Regions from separate parts of the Sus scrofa genome. Here region 2 is linked to region 1. Evidence: chromatin contacts called from public Hi-C data. All regions are on one chromosome and are shown on one strand. Each heading gives the region's core, a stretch centred on a gene start, on an enhancer-like site or on the middle of the called end of the contact. The rest is flanking DNA. Distances are from core to core; before and after follow the strand shown.

Region 1 (2,818 bases), core at 139-2,638:
ATGGCTTAGCGGTAACCAACTCGACTAGTATCCATGAGGATGCTGTTTGATTCCTGGTCTCAGTAGGTTAAGGATCCAGCATTGCTATGGCCATGGTGTAGGCTGGCAGCTGTAGCTCCAGTTCCACCCCTAGTCTGGGAACTTCCATGTACAGCCCGTGTGCCCCTGCCCCCCCCCAAAAAAGATGCTGCAATATACAGTAACATGTCTTGAAGTATGTTTCCAATTCCAGCGAGGGAATACCTAGGAGTGGAATTGCTAGGTGATATGGTAACTTTATGTTTAATTTTTTGAGGAACTGCCAGATTATTTTCCATAGGGGCTGTACCATTTTATATGACCACCAGCAATATATGAGGGTTCCAATTTTTCCATATCTTTGCCAATACTTGTTAACTGCATTTAAACTTTTTCCATTTTAGCCATCCTAGTAAGTATGAAGTGGTGTTTCATTGTGATTTTTTTTTGGTCATGCCCACGGCATGTGGAAATTCCTGGGGCAGGGATTGAACCTGTGCCACAGCAGCAACCCAAGCTGCCACCGTGACAATGCCAGATCCTTAACCTACTGTGCCACAAAGGAACTCTTTGTGATTTTGATTTCCATTTCCCTAATGACTAAAGATGTTGATATATTTTCATGTGTATTTTAGCTATTTGTGTATCTTCACTGGAGAAATGTCTACCTAGATCCTCTGCCCATTTTTAAATTGGGTTGTCTTTTTATTATTGAGTTGTGAGTGTTCTTTATGTATTCTAGGTACAGTTCCCTTATCAAATATGTGATTTGCGAATACTTTCTTCTTCTGTGGGTTGTATTCATAGAATGAGTTAGAAAATATTCCTTCTTCTGTTTTTTTTTTTTTTGGAAGAATTTGTGAAAGATTGATGGTTCTTCATTGAGAGTTTGGTACACTATATCAGTGAAATCATCTAGCCCTGGGCTTTTCCTTGTGGGAAGTTTTTAAGTTTTAGATTAAATAAATCCAATTATTAGATTTATTTTTGTGTGATGTTAAAGTAGGACTCTGACTTAATTTTTTTTCTAAATAGCCAATTGTTTTAACACCGTGTACTGAGTAATCTACCTGTTCCAATTAATTGTAAATGCCACAAAAACACGTCTTTAGACCATTCTGAATCTTTATTGCAACCTTACTCCTGATGAGGCACAGAATGAATTTGTTTTATCAGTGGCTATAATGTTGAAGCCTTGAGAAATTCTTTGTCCTGTCGACGCACGAGGTTGAAAAACAGAAGGGACCAGGAATGGCTCATGCTTTCACTGCCTTGCCATGAATGTGTCAGTGTGGTCTGGACTGTACCCAGGATCCACCAACACCCCCACGCCTTTGTCCTCAGGCTGGGAGTACATCCTTGGATGCCTGCCTGCCCACGCTACAGCAGAGGTCCCAGCCAGACCAGAGGCCACCAGTCTGCTGGCCTTACTCTTGTGGCCTGGATCCCTGCCTTTGGTGACTTCTTGGACTTTGGAGTCATTCAGGCCTAACTTTCCTGCACCTCCCTGCAGTCACATTCTTCTCAGACCTTGGACTTGGTCTTTTAATGCACATCCCAGTGTCCACCCCTGCCTCCACACTTGGGAACAATGAACCATAATCTCTACTTTCTTTCACACCCAGGACACTGACAATACTAATCAGCCACTCTCCTCCCCCGCCACTACATGCCTCTGCTTATCCCTGAACTGTTCATTCTGACCCTTTCCACCCTGACTCATCCTACAATTGCTCATGATTCAGTATGAACATGTAGACTCAGCCATGACTCCCAGGAGGTAGAACCCTATGCTTGATTCTGGACTCTCCCCTCTCCCCTGATACTATTATGTAATAGGTACATGGGAAGCCAGGGGAGTAAATGAGAGAAAGAGTGAATGGTGAGAAGGGGCCAAGACAAGGCCTTGTGGAACACCAACATTCAGAGCCCAGAGAGGGGAGAGGCAGTCAAAGTTGAAGCTGAGCGAAAGTGACCAGAGAGGATCGCAGAAAACCAGGAGAGAAGTCAAGGTGTGAGAATGCTCCAGGATGAAGAGAGAGGGCAGCAGTACCATACACCATGGTGAGAATTCACACAAGATGCAGGTTGAAAAGTACCTAATGGATTTGTGACTTTAGCAAATTCGCATGTCAGTGATCAGCTAATTCCACTGTATAAAACCCTCAAAGCTTTGTATTGCCCTGCAGAGAAAGTGGCCTCCACCCTAGCATCACCTCTTACCACATCCATATACTCACTCCAGGCTCCAGCAAGGCTGAGCTGCTTGCCCAGACAGAGGCCACATTCCCCCTCCTGTGCTGCTCCCTCTGCCTGGAGTCCTTTCCTCCTCTTAGACTCTCATATGTCCTTCTCAACTATCTTGAGTGCTCTTCCAGGAAGACTTCCCTGAGACCTAGATTGGGTTGAGTGGTCCTCTTTTCCCATCACATTGTGTATCATGATGAGAGAGGTATGTTTTCCACCAGGAGCATGTCTTGTCTACCTTTGTTCCCCAGTCCTTCGGCCAGGACCTGCCCCACTATGTTCCTGAGCACGAGCTTGGTTATGTAAGTGAGCATGCACCCAGCTTCCCTCTGACCAGATAAGCAAACACTTGCAAATCAAATTGGCTGGCAGGGATGCAATGGCTATGTCAGCACTGCAAGCCAGAGGCATCTCTTTGCTCTTTGGCTTCATCTAGGTCAGGTCTGCTAAGAGACCCATGTCCAGGAGTGCAGTTCCTGGTAACCCCTTTCTCGGGGTCATTAGGTTGCAAAATCTCCAGTGCCAGTTCGGGTCAAAGTCTTTTCACAGCACT
Region 2 (2,818 bases), core at 170-2,669, 96 kb before region 1:
TTGCTTCTACCCATCCAATTATTTATCAAGTATCAAGTATGCATTAGTACTGATGTCAGGTGGAGGTAGGGTGGGGATGATCTTTTCATCATTATATCCCCTACACCTAGCAAAGTAGCTGGAACATGACAGGGGATTTGTAAATGCTGAATGAATGAACAACTTCAAGGAAGCAAGTTGGGAGGGTTCACATAGATCTGTGCCTTGAAGGGTGAATGGGATATGGACAAGTACAGATGAGGGGAAAAAAAAAAAAAACAAAAAAACATTGGCAAACCACATGGAACAAATACACAAAGCTCTATACTTCCAGACTTATCCTGACCAGAACCTTGAGGATACCCATTCTGGTAGAGCCCTCACACTAGACTTCCACCTGGTGCTCCCCTGATTATAAAAAGTATGAATAAATTGGAGTCAGAGAAAGAAAAAAAACAACCACAACAAGCACTATGCTAAGGAAAAAAGTAGATACAGTACTTTGAGCTTAGCGAGTTTTAAGAATGCTGAACTTGTTCCTGGGCCCCTTCTCGCTTCAAAGACCTCCTATTACTATCTCAAACTCAAATAGCTCGTCTTTGTGCCAGAAAGACTTCCTTGCACAATAAAACCTACCTTCATTAATTCATTTCATCAACAAATCCTTCATCCTTTCCCTCCAAACACAGAGCTCATATGTTCCCCAAGTTTAATATCACAGACAAATTCTAGAGTTTCTGCACAGATTCTCGGAGAACACATTATTTCCTGCAAGTAATGCCCTACCCCGGTATCCTTCCCAATCTTCTCATCCAGACATCTCAAACTCCCCATCACGCCACTCTCTGGTTTCGTTTCAGGAGAGCATCTGAGCCCCTCTAAAAATTCGTCCGGCCTATTCCCATATTCCTGAAGACCTAATTTCCATTCATTTACAACTGCCCTTACTCTGCGCTGGCCGGTGCAAGGCAGGACACAGCAGGGCTCCGAGGTTCCTTCTCTGGCTGTGCTAGCTCACCGGGCCTCCATCCCTGCCCCGCGCCCCCTTCGCTCCACATGCCCAGCTTGCTCCACGGACACCAAGAGCCTCGAGGCGCACGCTCTGCGTCTGTCCCTTCACTCCTGTCCTCCAGGGTAGGCTGGCACCGCCGGGAGTGCAGGGAGCGCTAAGGCAGGAGTGGAGGAAGTGCTACCACTCGCCCTCAGCGCCCGAGCGTTCGCACAACCGGAACTGGACTGCTGTCTGGCTCCCGTCGCAGAAGGCCCGCCACGGTCGCCTCCACCAAAGCCCAACCAAATCCACCTTTACGCTCAGCATCACTGTCGACGTCGCTCCCGAAAAGGTCCTCCATATCCGCCATTGCCGCGCACGTCCGCTGCTGTCTTCACTGGGGGTGGCTTCGCGACTGTCTTTACGGCACGGAAACAACGAGTTGCGACAGTGTCGCAAAAGATTCGCTAAAAGTCTGCTTTCCTTCGGTGAACTAGTTTTCGTGTGCTCTGTGAACCTGTGCTTGTCCAATCTCCTAAGCGTATAGACCACGCATTTTCGTCAAGATCTGTTCTTATTCCCGAGGATTCTCACCCGGGGAACGTCCTGTCTGCGTGTCAGTGGAGCGGGAAGCGCTTAGGTTCTCCCGGGAAAGGCCTGGGGCCGTGTTAAACCTGCCCTGAGTCAGGTCTGGAGTCCTTTGTTTCATACTGACGAAGTGTTCTCAAATTGTTGCAAACTCTATAAAGGGTCGTTATGTGGGTTATATTCTATTGCTATTTACTGTATTAGTAATTAAGGCAGAGGTATTTTTAAAATCGTTTAAAAATAGTAAACAGGTTAACATAACTAGAGTTTTTAAATTTTAAGTGACTTTTTTTCAAAAAAAAAAAATGAGTGGAATTGTTCTACAGTTTTGGAAAAGTCTTCAGTATCTGTCTTAAAACAACTGAGTTCTCATAACTACTCTGCACTGATTCTATTGAGAAAGGCCTTGGTTGAAGCCTATGAAGAAAATGAGGTCTCTCACGTGTGTGTGTGATCGGGAAAGGGACGGTCTCTCCTACCCCTAAAAGGGTCTTCCTCGGACTGCTCTTTGAAGACTGCATGCAGGCTTAGAACAGTGTATCTCAAACATCAAAAATGTCCCATCTTAACCCAGTACACACTTTTGTGCATAAAATTAAATACTTCACAAAACAATACATACTACTAAGATTTAGTCTTGAGATTTCCTATTCTCTTTTACTTTATTCTCTTGCAGCTTTTGTTTTTAATGATGACAGGCAGTGCATCACTTAATTGATTTCATGATTTACTAATTAATTGCAACCCGTAGCTAGAAAAACCCTATTCAGAGGCTTCTTGTTTATTTTTTCTGAAAAAAAGTTTGATTTTGCTATGAAATGTGGCTATGATTGTACATTATCAAATCAGACAGTACTAGAATTTTCCTAAAAGGTCAGTGCTAGATAAACCCTCTTGCTTTTATAAAATTTCAAAGAACTGAAGGGACTTGCACATACGAAACAACTACGTCATTTTCAGGAAACTTAAATATTAGTTTTCAAGAATGTACATCCTGTGTTAAAGTATTATCTGTCTAGATCAATATAAGGATTTTAATCTTGGACAGCAACAGTGGATTTTTAGTTTGGAAATTTTGAGGCATTATTTTTGTTGCAAATAGGAGTGCCTGACAAGGTTCAAATGGGCAAGAAGTGGGACTGAGTATGTTATCCTAGTCTTCTGTACAAAGTGGATGATGTAAGAGCAGGTAGATGGGATCACTTTAAAACTTTCTAGAATACTGGAAAAACAAGAATTCTATTTGATTGTGATTCAGTT

Evidence for each region. A called contact is a pair of places that touch in the nucleus more often than the background predicts.
Region 2: a Hi-C map of embryonic fibroblasts shows a contact between it and region 1, with 2.0 times the contacts expected there. The contact joins the promoter of LEO1 here to the enhancer-like site in region 1. A contact is called at or near these places in 16 of 47 Hi-C or Micro-C datasets (alveolar macrophages, embryonic fibroblasts, fetal heart ventricle and 7 more) and 2 of 2 datasets of contacts at active chromatin or transcription factors (alveolar macrophages and skeletal muscle).

What each region holds. Positions count from the first base shown.
Region 1 is chr1:119,707,396-119,710,213 of Sscrofa11.1, reverse strand. No RefSeq gene overlaps it. Among named protein-coding and RNA genes, the nearest start is that of MAPK6, 62 kb to the left of the region's middle. Within about 2 kb of position 1,388, at least 21 of the 83 cell types and tissues checked have an H3K27ac peak or open chromatin away from gene starts, as enhancers often do. A contact at or near this core is called in alveolar macrophages, embryonic fibroblasts, liver and 1 more, where this site is marked.
Region 2 is chr1:119,803,593-119,806,410 of Sscrofa11.1, reverse strand. LEO1 (RNA polymerase-associated protein LEO1) reads right to left here and starts at 1,419. Exons shown (of 12, transcript XM_003121504.4): 1 at 1,283-1,419. The coding sequence starts at 1,340.